Regions from separate parts of the Nomascus leucogenys genome. Here region 1 is linked to region 2. The links are chromatin contacts, called in public Hi-C maps. All regions are on one chromosome and are shown on one strand. The core of a region is the stretch at or near the end of the contact, and the rest is flanking DNA. Distances in the headings are between cores, read along the strand shown. Region 1 has its middle 20 kb from the start of MMP7. Region 2 overlaps MMP20 (matrix metalloproteinase-20).

The links. A called contact is a pair of places that touch in the nucleus more often than the background predicts.
Region 1: a contact with region 2 is called in a Hi-C map of a lymphoblastoid cell line, with 2.7 times the contacts expected there. The contact joins two enhancer-like sites. A contact is called at or near these places in 2 of 4 Hi-C or Micro-C datasets (a lymphoblastoid cell line and an unstated tissue).

What each region holds. Positions count from the first base shown.
Region 1 is chr15:32,285,912-32,293,413 of Asia_NLE_v1, reverse strand. No RefSeq gene overlaps it. Among named protein-coding and RNA genes, the nearest start is that of MMP7, 20 kb to the left of the region's middle. Within about 2 kb of position 1,308, the one cell type or tissue checked has an H3K27ac peak away from gene starts, as active enhancers do. A contact at or near this core is called in a lymphoblastoid cell line, where this site is marked.
Region 2 is chr15:32,225,519-32,232,991 of Asia_NLE_v1, reverse strand. MMP20 (matrix metalloproteinase-20) reads right to left here. Exons shown (of 10, transcript XM_003253046.3): 2 at 6,175-6,422; 3 at 1,147-1,295. Among named protein-coding and RNA genes, the nearest start is that of MMP20, 8.6 kb to the right of the region's middle. Within about 2 kb of position 2,746, the one cell type or tissue checked has an H3K27ac peak away from gene starts, as active enhancers do. A contact at or near this core is called in a lymphoblastoid cell line, where this site is marked.

The DNA of each region.
Region 1 (7,502 bases), core at 59-2,558, 62 kb before region 2:
GATAAGTAAATAATTTGTTCCAAATCACATAGCTCTTACTGGCCTGATTACAGACCCCATAGCCAGTGACGTATTAATAAGGTGTGTATCATCGGAAAGGTAAAGGAGGACAAATAACAGAACCACATAACTAACTGCCTAACGTTGTGAGCTCCTGCTGTAGCCACTGCCACCTTCCGCCAGTCTCCACCCATCTAGCAATTCGCCTTTTTACTTTTGGGTTCTAGGAACATACGCTGGGTCTGAGTTTTAGAATTCTATTTGAGAAGCTGTGGGATCACAGACATGTTATTTAACTTTCACTGCCTGATGAATGATGCAAGAAAGTGGGACAGATGTCATCAAGGGCCCTTCTGGGAGTGAAGCATGAATCCCTTAGAATAGCACGTTGACCATAGCAGCTCTAATGGAGTCCAGAGAACATGTAGGCAGCTCTCTTAAGCTGCAAAATCCTGCTTGTGTCTGGAGTTTTCACAGATAACCAGGGAGACTTTGAAGCTGCTTTGTCTCAGGCATGTGGTGCTTGGTCACAATGCATTGCTTAGCAGTCTACATCCCCTGTACACTGACGCTTTCTTCTCACCTCTCAATTGATATTATTCTCACTCATGGCTATAACAGTTAGGCTGGAAATCCTGCCCTTCCTTCACAGTGTTACCCATGAAAGAGGATAAAACAAGAGCCTTAGCCCCTGTGTTTGCCTCCCAGGAGACGGGGAGACTAAAGTGCTAACTATTCTCCTTCTACCTACGAACTACTGGGAGGGGAAAGCATAGGTACTTTTACCAAGAAGCTAAGAAACTAGAACTGGAAACTTTGAAGCTGTTAAAAAAATAATAATTTCAGAGATCCAGGCTACCACTGAATTTGGAAGACTAGAGTGAACAGTTTTCTCTTGAGAATATAATTTATGGCATTTTGGGATCATGAAAGTCATGATTCAGGAAATAGGAAATGGAGGCAAAGGAAGTAAAATTGATTGATGTAATAAAGCAATAGGCCTTTTCTCTTCTTCACAGTGGTCCCAAGGAGTATTACAGGGTCACTGAATGTGGAGAATTAGGAAAAGGGAGAAGAGATGCAAGAGGAGAGAAAAGAGGCCACAGCAACTGTGAGGGACTAGGGCCCACGAAGAGAAACAGGAGCAAACAATATTGAGATGAGAACGGCCAGGCAAGGTTACAAGAGTGAGGTCTGATACTCATTTGTAAATGGTTTCCTCTCCTCTGCTCTGATCTCCCTCTTAAACCTGCTGCCCTCATCAACATGCTGAAGAGGTGAGATGGAATTGAGGAGGAGCTGTGTCCACATTGAAGAACTCCAGACTCAGGAAGGGTGACAAGCACAGACAATCATGACAATGCTCAGGGGTGGAGCTTGGAGAGGAGATGATGTACACAATGGAGAGAATGCAGGCATCCCCCTAACGGCAGGGTTCTCAGAAGGATTTGGGTGCTGGTGTTGCTTTGGCAGGAAGGGGATAACTAGAGAAGCAGTCAGGATGGGGGATTTCGTCATTGTATTTGAATGTTAGAGAAATGTGTGGCCTCAAAGGTGGAAATTTGGAGACACTTGAGCTAAAATGTAATGCTTTAAGCTGGCTCAGGTAAGTGTCCACCAAAAAGTAAGGCCAGGCCCTGTCTTGGATCTCAAAGAGGGAGATTGAGTTTCCCAGGGTTTTCTTCCCTCAAGGGAGGTCCAAATATTTTAAGAGGGGAAAACCGATGATCTGTGCACAGAAACACTCCACTTGTGGGTTGTGGAAGGTGGTTAGACAGCTGGAGGTTCAGGGCATCCTTCCAGGAGTTTACCTTAGGTCTGCAAGGCGAGGCTTATCAAAGAGACTGCCGGCATTTTAAGAGGAATTCCCATCAGAGTGGTGACAAGCACCAGCGGAATGAGGAAGAAAGGAAAAAATCCCACTCAGAAACAATAAACAGCAAAAGAAGGAGTTCCAAGGAGAGATAACTGAGTAGTGTTCTCCCCTGGGAAAGGCGAAGTATCTGGAAAAATCACTGCTTCATTTAAGACCCTGGGGTCTTTATTATTCTGGGGAGAGCTCCAGAAAAATTAGACAACTCACTGCTAAGGATGACATCTCTGCACGAGGCTGGAAATGCAGAGGGCAGCGTGAACCAAATGCATAGAGCTCTTGACCTTGCTTGCGTATTCTTTACCTCCTGGCCTGCCTGGGCCATCCTTTCCCTCCTTCCAAATTGCCTATCTTTCTCCCCTTGCTAACTCCATCTGGAAGCCTCTTCTCCTCATCAGCCCTGTGCAGTGCTGGTGGTTAACTTATGCACAAGATGAAATGCTGCTCTTCCTTTAGTGAGCTATGATGGTTATTTTTCACATGTGTTTTCTCTGTGGCTATAATTGCATTGAAATCTGTCTCAGGGGAGGCTTAATGGCTAAGAGCATTGGACATGGGTTCAAATCCTGGCTTGCCTCTTTTTAGTAAATGACAGGGGCAGGTTCACTTAATCTGAAAATGGAGAAAACAGTAATACTCACCTCACTGAACTGTTGTGAAGATTAAATGAAACAACACACGTAAGGCACTTAGTGGCTGGCATATAATAAAAGCTCAATAAAAAAGATCATCCAGTAGAACTCAATAAAGACTCTCACACACTGCTGTTGGGAGTGTACATGAGAACGACTGCTTTTGAAAACAATTTAGTGGTATATATTAAAGCTGAACATATACATAGATTATGGCGGAACAATTCCACTTCCATATACTCTTAGGCCTTTACTTTCCCAAATGCATGCATATTAATTATCTAATAATAAATCACTCCAAAACGTAGTAGCCAAAACAGCATTTATTATTGCAGGTTCTGTGGGTCAGGAGTTCCGGTGTGGATGAGCTGGGTCTTCTGTCTCAGGATATTTCACAAGGCTGCAGGCAGCCAGGGCTGTGGTCACCTCAAGGCCTGCTTGGGGAAAAATCCACTTCCAAGCTTACCAGTGAAGTTGCTGGCAGGATTCAGCTCTTCATGAGTTGTTGGAATGATGACCTCAGGTCCTCACAGAAGTCTGTCCTCAATTCCTCGCCACTGAGCCTCTCCATAGGGCAGCTCAAAACAAGGCAGTGGCTTCATCAGAGAAAGCAAGGAAGAAGAGTGAGAGTGAGAATGAGCAAGAGAGAGAGAGAGAGATCCCCAGCAAGACCAAGGTCACGGCCTTTAATAACTAATCTTGGAGAGCAACGCTCCATCATGTTTGCCATATTCTGTTTGTTATGAATCACTACATCCACTTCACACACAAGGGTGGGGATTACATAGGACAAGAATAGCCAAAGGAAGGAACCATTAACTGTTTTAGAAGCTCTCTACCACATGGAGTTTCAATAATAGATACAAGAATATTCATAGTTGCACTGTTTGCAATAGTTAAAGCAGGGAAACAACCCGATGTCCATTAGCAATAGAATGGACAAATCAATTGTAATATATTCATACAATTAAATTCTAAACAACAGTGAGAATGAATTATACCTACATGCAGCAATATGAATAAGACTTTCAGACATAATGATGAGCAAAAGGAATCAAACAAAAAAGAATGTATAATGTACATGCTTGTTTCATTTCAAGGGTTTTATTCTTTTTTTTTTTTTTTTTTTTTTTTAAGACGTATTCTTGCTCTGTCGCCCAGGCTGGAGTGCAGTGGCGCGATCTTGGCTCACTGCAAGCTCCGCCTCCCGGGTTCCCGCCATTCTCCTGCCTCAGCCTCCCGAGTAGCTGGGACTACAGGCGCCCGCCACAGCGCCCTGCTAATTTTTTTTTGTATTTTTAGTAGAGACGGGGTTTCACCGTGGTCGCGATCTCCTGACCTCGTGATCCACCCGCCTCAGCCTCCCAAAGTGCTGGGATTACAGGCGTGAGCCACCGCGCCCGGCCAAGGGTTTTATTCTTATTCAGAAATAAGTATAGCATAGATAATGAGCTTGGGAAAACTACTAATGTTTCCAATCTAACAAAGTAAAATCTTACAAAGCAGTTGCCTTCTCTAACATCCTGACTCCCTCCATTTTGTGTTATAGCTGGAAGTTACTGGAAATCTTACTGAACTTCTTTTTCCCCTTGGATCTTATTTCGGAGAGACAGAGACACTCTTCAAAACTTACCCTCTTTCTGGGTAAAGAAGCAGTCCTTTCCATTAACACTTCCTTTTCAAACTTTGGTGATACTTTATGATCTTTTTCTATCCTATTATAAAATAGCAATAGTAGACATTACCAACAATATCGATTTAGTAACTCACATTGATCTAGACCACAGTGTACCTTTAAAGAACAGAAAATCTAAGTAAAAAATACTAGATATATTGAAAATTTGGTTGTGAGGCCTTTTGGGGTACAGAAAGCGATACCCCAAAATATGGTGCTTTGGCATGTTGAGTGCTTGGAATTAAAGAAAATTGAAGGAGCTTAGAAATAAGCCTCAGCACTATTCACAATAGCAAAGAGTTGGAACCAACCCAAATGTCCAACAACGATAGACTGGATTAAGAAAATGTGGCACATATACACCATGGAATACTATGCAGCCATAAAAAATGATGAGTTCATTTCCTTTGTAGGGACATGGATGAGACTGGAAAGCATCATTCTCAGTAAACTATCGCAAGGACAAAAAACCAAACACCGCATGTTCTCACTCATAGGTGGGAATTGAACAATGAGAACTCATGGACACAGGAAGGGGAACATCACACTCAGGGGACTGTTGTGGGGTTGGGGGAGGCGGGAGGGACAGCATTAGGAGATATACCTAATGCTAAATGACGAGTTAATGGGTGCATGAAATCAACATGGCACATGGATACATATGTAACAAACCTGCACATTGTGCACATGTACCCTAAAACCTAAAGTATAATTAAAAAAAAAAAAAGAAATAAGCCTCAGAACCAAGGTCTTTCTCTGACCTTCCCCTTTCTCCCTGTCCCTCTGATCCTTTTTCTTCATGAAGAAAGAAGGGACTCTGTGGAATTTTCTTTTCTGACTAAGAAAGCTTCTTACAAGAAGAATTGCAATTGTCTTAAAACACCCTTCCTAAGAATCACATGAAATAACCAGAAAAGATTAACCACCAGAGAAGAGGAGATACTGGGAGTCATCACCACACCTAGACAGACTTTCCATCTATTCTTCTGAGGGCAGCTCCAGGAGATTAACTGGGAAGCTTTAACTGGATAATAAGACTACCTTTGTTCACTGTGAAGTTCTGTCCCTTGCCTTCTCACCACCTCCCTCCAAGCTCAAAGGAACTTTATTATTTACTCCGTGCCATATGAAGAAGGCTATATAAGCATCCAGACCTCATTGGATTATTGGGCAATCATTTTCCCGTGATTCTCCCATGCTTATGCACATTAAATACATTTTTTAAGACTTTTTCTCCTATTAATCTGCCTTTTGTCAGTTCATTTTCAGCAAACCTTCAGAGGGCAAAAGTGAAGCTTTCCCTCGTTACCCTACAGGCCCTCGAGAGATTTTGAAATATATTCTTCATTACATTAAAGCAGTTCTGTGCTGTAAGAAAGAACGGCAACTAGTCTCTGTCAATGTATTCAAAAAATTATTAGGAGGCTATTATGTGCTAGGAAATATTTTCAGTGGTGGAGATAATTTTTCCTTTCTACAACAAGCTTAAATTGTACTAAATCACTTAATATTTATTTGTGTAGTCATTTATTGAACTACTACCATGTAACAGGTTTTATGCACATTAGTAATCCTTATTTTATTGTATCAGCTTTTGCTATGTAATAAATCACTCCAAACACAGCGGCTTAAAATCAACATTTTATCTAGCTTTTGGGTATCTATGGTTGGCTGGGATGTTTGGGATGGCTGGGACTTTTGAGGCAGCTAAAATGGCTTAAATGGCTGGCTTCTCTCCATATAACCTCCCATTCTCTGGAAGACTAGCTGATAATACTTCACATGGTGGTCTCATGGTTTCTAACAGCAAGACAACTCAAGCTCCAACGTGTACATATTTTTCAATCCTCTGCTTGCATTACGTTTGATAATGCCCTATTCAAGCCCAAATTGAAGTTTAGATTTAAGGAATAAAAAAATACATTCCACTTCAATATAGAAGGAGTGGCAAATTCACATTTAAGCGGGCACATGTACAGGGCTGGTAAGAATTACTGTGGCCATTTCTGCAAATAGTTTACCGTATTTAGCATCCCCATTTTTCATTCAGGAAAACAAGCTCAAGGAGTAATTTGAGCAAGTTTATAAAGTCGGACAGGTTTTGAACATAGAAGAGTGACCGTCAACTTTATATTCATCCTATATATCACCCTGCTTCTAGGTGGAGCGAGCTTTACAAACCACTTTTCAGAGATTGCCAACTCTGAGAAAAAGGAAAGATGTGACTTTGCGACAATGATTTTGCCTGCTGTAGGAAGGCAGTCAATACAAATGCACTCTTGTGGGTCATTATGTCAGTGCTCCGGGCATAGTCAGTGCTCTGGGAAGTCTCCCAGGCAGCCTATTTTCCAGTACAGGGACTAGCTTAGACCTAGGCAATGAAGAATTCATGACAAGAGAGTTCAGAAAATGTAGTGTACTTTCTGCCTTCAGGTACCACTTGATTGACTTCTCTCATATTGGGCTCTGCAGTAGCCATGTAATAAAGCAAGGGTGGGAAATTCCATGTTGGAAGCCCTCTTCCTGGGGCTCATTCCTAAAGGTTGTATGGTTGCCACCTAAGATGTTAAGGGCATCAGGCAGGTTTATGCGATGTCTGTGGCCATGGCAGTATGTACAGAGGACAGTGACCATAATAGTGTCATGGAAGGGAATCTTCCTAACAGGATTTAGTTTACTAAGTTAACATTGCAGGTATTACTTGAATTGTATTCCTTCTATATGCAACTATTAAATTAGATTTTTTCTTAGGGATGATCCTGTTTATATTTTATTGATAAAAATTTGGTGACAATACTTCAGCTATTTCACAGAGTTGTATTTGCATCCTGACTAGTTAGTTCAAAATGCTACCTCTAGGCTGGGCATAGTGGCTCATGCCTATAATCCTAGCACTTTGGGAGGCTGACACAGGAGGATCACTTGAGCCCAGGAGTAAGAGATCAGCCTGGGAAACATGTGAGACTCTTGTTTCTACAAAAAAAATTTTAAAATTAGCCAGGTGTAGGGGCATCCACCTGTGGTAATAGCTGCTCAGGAGACTAAGCTGGGAGCATCACGTGAGCCAAGGAGGCAGAGGTTGCAGTGAGCTATGATCGCACCACTGCACTGCAGCCTGAGTGACAGAATGAGACTTGTCTCAAGCAAAAAAAAAAAAAAAAAAAAAACAAGAACAAAAACCCAACAACCAAAATGCTGCCTCTAGTTTTCTGCCTATTTGTAATAATGCATATGCATATTTCTGATATGTTTATGTTTGCAGAATGAATAGACTAATCAAAGCTAAAGCACAAATGCAAAAATTGGCATTGATGAGAACTGA
Region 2 (7,473 bases), core at 1,497-3,996:
TTAAGGCCAACAGAACAAAGTTCTGGTATGCCATTTCTCAGGTTTCAGTGAAATGCAGTCTACTCAGGTGCACACACCGAGGACTTCATGCAATGGCAGAACAGTCCCTGGTTGGCTTGTGTATTAGGGGACAGACTGCAAGCTTGAAAGATCAAGAGAGAGCCAGACATTCATTCCTTGGCCTTCAAAGCTACCCGAGTCACACTGCCCTCCCTGCCACTTCACCAGGGGTGGCCTTTGTCTTCTGGGAGGACTAGGACCTGCCCTGGGCCAGGTCACACCCAGGGCCATTTCTAAAGGCTCCATTCTCAGGACTTGCTTGATCTTCTCTCTCCTAGCTCCTAAGCATGTTTTCCCTCCAGTGACATCAGATTAAAATTAAGATCTGGACTTGAAATGACAAGGACACTTAGAAATGTTATCTGAGGAGGGGAATAGGTAGTAGCTTTCACCCTGACTATTAGGAAGCTGAGAAGGAAAAGAAATTCCATGAGCCGTTTGGCCCTCCCTTTAATCTATTTCCTAGACTTGCTTCCCTGAAAAGGGCTCAGAGCTCTCACCACTCCCTGCGCAAACTTACGCCTCTACTCCTTACCAGGGTGAGCAATGGAATGGAGAAGAAGTGGGAAAGCTGGAGGCAGACCTCTTGCATATCTCCCAAAAGGTGGTCTGCAAGTGTGGGCAAGACAGAAATGACACTTTCCTAACCATTGCTGCAGGGGGAAAGCTGCATCAAGGTCACTGTGGAAGGTATTTCCTTCAGTGAGGATTCACGGTGGGATATCCTTGGCTAATATAGAAGGGGGTATATAAGTGATAAACACTATCATGGGAATGGATGAGGTCATGTGGCTAACGGGAAAGCAAAATCTGCAAGAATTTGTCCCCTAGTGTGGCAAAGTCATAATGAAAGTTTGTTACAGTGAATCTACAGCTGTGTCTGATGATGACAAGACATGCTAAGAACTCCTTTGGTTCTATTTCCCGGCCAGATGAAGATCATGGCTTTGCCATGGTCTTGGCCTTGGCCCATCACAGCACTGCGTGAAGGAGGAGTGTGTGATCACTCGAATTAAAGATGTAAAAGGAACAGTACTGGGACAACTCTCCTTTGAATTAGTAGATGGAATCCAAGTACCACAATACCTCCATTTTCAAAAGATATCATAATATCCGCTTCTCCTGAGTTTATTCTGACAAAGCTCAGAGGGGCGGCGCTACTCCAGGCCTGCAAGGCCATCTCCACTGCTTTGTCCACCTCGACAGGACTCATGGAAGGTGTGTATTTAGATATTCTGTGAAAATGGAAGGAACATGTTTTCTTTTCAGTAACTGCTCCGAAGGAGGCAAGAATTATATGTTGTATTCAAAAAATGTTAAATATAAATCTACAATTTAGATTTTTCTCTGAAATAATAATTCTTATTTTGCTTTATTATATGTTAAATTTCTGCATATGAAACAACAAGACAAATGAAAGGGAGAGATGAGAGACAGTTGGGATAATCCGGTACTGAAACCATTTAGCTTTCATTGTTATTGTACTACCACCGACTTAAAAGAAAATTTGTGGCCGGGCGCAGTGGCTCACGTCTGTAATCCCAGCGCTTTGGAAGGCCGAGGTGGGAGGATCACTTGAGGTCAAGAGTTCGAGATCAGCCTAGCCAAGATGGTGAAACCCTGTCTCTACTAAAAATACAAAAATTAGTTGGGCATAGTGGTGCAAACCTGTAGTCCCAGTTACTTGGGAGGCTGAGGCAGAAGAATCAATTCAACCTGGGAAGTGGAGGTTGCAGTGAGCCGAGACTGGGTGACTGCACTCCAGCCTGGGTAACAGAGACTTCACTCAAAAATAATTAAATAAATAAGATAAATAAAACTTGTGAAATGTCACAGGTAGTAAGTAGTCAATTTTTCTTCAAGTCGTTTTCATTGAGAGAGGACCTCTTTTTCCCCAAAGGGACTGGATGTTTTCAATTATAAAAAATAGAAATGTGGAGTTTTGTGGTTTTGCTAATTCTTATTCAAAGCTCATCAGGATTTCCCCAGGGCTGTTGGGAAAGGTTTTTTTTCCCCTCAGAATAATGCATTCTATTCTTTTTTCTTTTTCTTTTCTTTCTTTCTTTCTTTTTTTTTTTTTTTTTTGAGATGGAGTTTTGCTCTTGTCGCCCAGGCTGGAGTGCAATGGCATGATCTCTGCTCACTGCAACCACTGCCTCCCAGGTTCAATTGATTCTCCTGCCTCAGCCTCCTGAGTAGCTGGGATTATAGGCGCCTGCCACCACGCCGGGCTAATTTTCATATTTTTGGTGGAGACAGGGTTTCATCATGTTGGCCAGGCTGATCTTGAACTGCTGACCTCAGGTGATCCACCCTCCTCAGCCTCCCAAAGTGCTCCGATTACAGGCGTGAGCCACTACCCCCAGCCCAAAATAATACACTCTTAAAGAGGAAGGGCTAGCTTTAAAAACGGAGGCTCACTGGAACTGAAAAAACGGTGAGCCTTTCAGCAATTACTGGTGTGACAATGACACCTGAAGGCAGAAAAATGTAGTGCTTTTTGGACTGTGGGTGGAGTCAGAGTTTGTGATTGTTAGAACTTTCTGCTCTGAAGCCCAGGGTCTGGGGATTTCTGGCAGCACACAAAGGAAAGTCAGGGAGGGCCACTTCTACCTGAGACCTTGGGCTGGGCTGGAATATGATGCAAAGTGAGAAGCTGTGTCTGTGAGAGCCAACCCCACGAGCAGGGACCGGCCCTGCTTTCTCTCTCTCTCTATAGCTCCTAGTCTAGTGCCTGGCACATAGCAGATGCTTAGCAATTGCTTGATAAATAAATGAATGAATTAAAGAATTAAATCTAGCTGTTTTAGGGCCCACTCAGTGGCTCTCGAAGTTTAGGACCTGTGATAATTACCTAGGAAGCTTGTTAAAAATACAGGTATGGTCCAGAAATCTGTGTTTTGAAAGGCATCTTAGGTTATTATAATGCAGATAGTGCAATTTCAATGAGAAGTCAACAGCAGTAATCCTAGGGTCCCAAATGAAAGGACTGTGCCCACAGAAAGGATAGCAAATAGCTCAATTCAGGACTTGAGAGGGAAGGAACAAGGAGCTCTTTAACCCCAGTAGTTGGGGCCAAAAGAAGAGACCTATAGATCTGAAGGGGGAAACCAGAAAGACCCTTAAAGGGATTATTTAATGCTTTCAAAATATGCCAAGCCCACTGCACAGTATGAGTCTGCAATTTATCACAACTAGGTAGACTTAGTACTTTGACATGCCCTCGCATTTTTGGTAAGTCAGCCATATCTTTGAGCTGACTGTGTGTGTTGGCCTGGAGAAGACAAGGAAGGAGAGAGGGATAGCACCAGAGAAGAAGAGAACGTGCAAAAATCCCCGACTCAGGGTCTGGAGCTTGATAAAGCAATAGTAATACTAGCTAATATTCTTTGAAGTCATACTATGTGCTGTTGCTGCATGCACTTTTTAATGTGGCATTTATCTAATCCTCACTACGATCCGTAAGACGAAGATCATCATCATCATCTACATGTTATGATTAGTCAGGTTTGAGCCCGGTTCTGTCTGACTCCAAAGCTTATGCATATAAGCACTATGCTGTATCTTTTTTCCTTTTGTAATTCTCTGGGTTATGTTGTAAGAAGTTATTCTGAAAGTCGGTAGCTACACAGGCAGAGTACTGTGATAGCATTTAGTGTCCTTTTTTCATGGGGAGGGGATGGTGGGGTGGTTGCAGAGCAAGACTGGATAGGCAATGTGTGTTTTGAGGGGTTTTTAAGACTGTCCAGCTTCTTGCAAGAATGTTATACTTCCCTAAGCATCACATTATCTTGAGCCATGCTTCTTGCCTTTGTTGTACATACTAAAATTCCAGAACACAGTTTACTTTAAGAAAACTATGAAAAGACTCTGTTGATGCATACACATTTTTCTTGCCTTATTCCTGCTATTTCAGAATCACTTTTGTGTTCAACTCCCTATGAGGTTTTTCTCCCCCAGTTGCTTTGATTTTTTTGTTGAGCCTGCCACCTTATGGGTTTATTGGCTGATGGCAGGTAACAAGTGGCCTAGGGGATTCATGACTGTTCCCTGTGTTCTGGCCCCTCATTTGATCAAATGGACTCACTGGTGTGCTGGAACAGTTTAACAAGTGGCTCTACAAGGAGAAAAAAAAAAACCCACTTGATTTGTATGACTTGCTGATTTCTGTGTTGTAAATATTCTCACTATGGCTAATTCAAGCTACCAATTTACCATCACTGAATGCCAGGTTGTGAAGAGATGAGCATGAATGAACCACCCAGATTATACAGGAGTACATAGCCTCATGAACAGAGAAAATAACAAAATGTAGTGAAATAGGAGGCAATATGTTTTTATTACCTTTGTTTTTAATATAATTTATTATATTAATGTAATTATTTAATATAGTGTATTTAATAAAATTTGTTAACTATACATATTAAATAATATAACATATAATAATAAATAATATATTTCATTATTATAAAATAATATATTTTAATAATATATTATTAATAAATAGTATTTTATTACTACAAAATAATATATTTTAATAATAAATAAATATAAATATGAAATAATATAATTATTTAATATAATATATTTAATATAATATAATTTATTTAATATAATTTAATATGTTTTATTTAATTGTAAATTTACATAATTTAACAATGGCTGTCTTAGCAACCAGCTCACAAAATTCTTGGGAGCTTAATAAGTGGCTGTAAAATTCCTGACATTTTAAGGATTGGCTTCTGTGAGCTATTAGGAGGCAGCTCTAGCACACCACTGCTTGGACTATTGCAGGAGTCCAGCCTTTCCCCATCTCCAGTTATCATCTAGATGTGCTCATCCTAAAAGCGAAATCTGATCCTGGTCCTGGCCTGGCTCTCCACTACCCTGGGGATAAAGTCCAAACTCCTTGACATCACGCTCTAGTTGCCCTTCAGGCTGCCCCTCCAGCTCATTTCTTTGCCATTGCCCTTCCTGCACCCTCTGCTGCAGCCGCATGCACTAGGCACTGGTGGTGGGAATGCTGCCCATCAACATACCAGTCTGTCCACTCTCTGCTGCTACATGCTTGCTCTGGTTTTCTTCTTAGGAAACTCCTTATATGTGCAAGGCCTGGGGCAGGACCACAAAGAGTGGAGGCCACTCTTCTTTTCTGACCTGCACCCATCTGTCATGCATGAGGCCCACGCAGGCAGGCACCATCCACCCCTACCTCAGGCTGAGGGGCAGGTACCATACATAGTTTGCCCTTGGTTGGACCAACCTGGGGAGGAAGTCTGCGCTGGCTCCCAGAATCAGGTCTGGCTCTGGGAGAGGGAATTCCAGACTCTGTACCCTGAGCACAGCAGGGAGGGACGGAGGTTCTGGTTGGGTGTGTCCCCTTAGTTTACAAGGGATGAAGCCAGAGGATTAGGGGAGGGAAGAAAGAGGGCAGGGAGGGAGTGAGGGGAGCTTCGGGCTAGGAGTGGAACTGCTTCTGCTTTGCCTTCGAATCAGGCTCAGATGTTACTGCTGGTCCCTGGGCCACTTGGTAGCTCTGTCAATGTGAACTGTGATCCCACAGTTCACTGCTTAGAGCTATGCTTTTACGCTTTTCACACAAAGCTACAGCTGTCTGTCTGCATGTCTGTCTCTCCTTAAAGGACTGTGAGTTCCCTAACGTCAAGAAAGTCGACCCCTTTACCTTTATATCCCTCAAATGGAATGCATTTCTTGAATCATCAATAAAAGATTTTTGGAATCAATGAAATAAATTACTTTATTAGTAGGTTATTTTTTTCTTTCTCATTAAGCAGGTTGTTTTAAGAAAACTGGTTTGTACTGCCAGGTCATTAATCCTAGACTAGATTAAAGATAATTGTGTTGTTTCTAACTGGTAAAATTGTTTGGAATGCCTAAAATAGCCAGTCATTATGACAATCCTAAGACCATATTTTCTGGTGAATTGCCCATTGTCATTGCCTGACAGATGCGTGTAAAAAGTTCTTATTCTTTCTTATGGTTGTGAGGTGTCAGGATTTTTATACAGATGAGAAAGAAGATATTTTTTCAAGAAAAGGGAAAAAGAGAGAGGGGGTGTTTTTCTCTGAATTTGGAAAGACTTGATCTCATTACCTGTACGTCAAAGTATTTTTTTTCCATTTGGGTTCACCAGGGAAGAGGCGATAATTGGCCACATCAGGAACTCCACAGCGAGGCTTCTTGATCACGTTCATTGTGGTCTGGTCTAACTTCCCGGTGACTTGGAGGCCAAAGAACGCTTGTAGCTCCTTAATCTTCCTTATCATGGAATTGCCTCCTCTTGCAACCATCTCACCAGTCTGGTGCCCTTCTTTATTTGTGTAATATGTGTCAAGATACGCCTGAAATGGAGAGGCAGGCTGACGCGTCTACAGCGTAGTCTGGGAAATACTCATGCTCAGGTAAGGCAGGAGACAGCATTCCTGATGTATTAAAAGCAGTGTGTAGAGTATTTTCCCATTTATGAAAAAAGTAGGCATATCTGTATACATAAAGCTTAGCTATACTCCAAATTACTAACGATGATTGGTTTTGGGTAGTGGGGATTATAGATTATTTAATTATTTCCTTTTAATAATTAATTAATAATGTATTAATAATTAATTATTAATTATAATTAAAATTAAGTAATTAATAAATAATTAATAATTAATTTAATAATTAATCCTGGCCCTGAATCATAGAAAAGTATTACGAAAGATACAGTCTAAGGGACTAACAGTGGTTAAACCTTAATAATGGAGTTAAGATGATATATTTTTAAAGCTAGGGTTTTTACTTTTTTTTTTTACTATGAACCTGCATAATTTTTATAACCAGTTGTTTGTTTCTTTAAAATATGCACAAGATATTAGTCTTAGAGCACAAAAGGTTTCTGGCTGGTCATACGGGCAGGACTGAAATAGTACCTTTTAATGAAGTAAAAATAAAATTAGAAACGATTCCTTCTTAAAACTATTCCTTTTGTCCACCTGAATTTTATAGTTTTTCTATGATGAATATAACAAATAAGCATTTTTGCTTTAATTTTTTTTAAATAAAAAAATTCAGGGAAGGAAACCGATGTGAACATTATTTTCGTGGGTCACTTATTTGTCACTGAAGTTCTTTACCCAATTTGCAAAACAAAGGCTATCTGGTTTCTTTGGTAAACAGTTGTTGGTATCATGTTTCCATTGTACATAATGCAAGATCAGTATGCTTTTAACTCTTGGAGGCATTGTATTCCAGCCTCTCATACTTTACAAAGGCAGAGGGTCCACCTGTTTTTCAGCTGAGCATTTTAATGAGTTCAGATGTGTTTAGTATGTGGGCTGGAGTTTGTTTCCATGAGACAACTTTCCTAGGCAAGGCTCTTTGTCTCTTGAAGCAAATAAAATAAGCCATAAATTA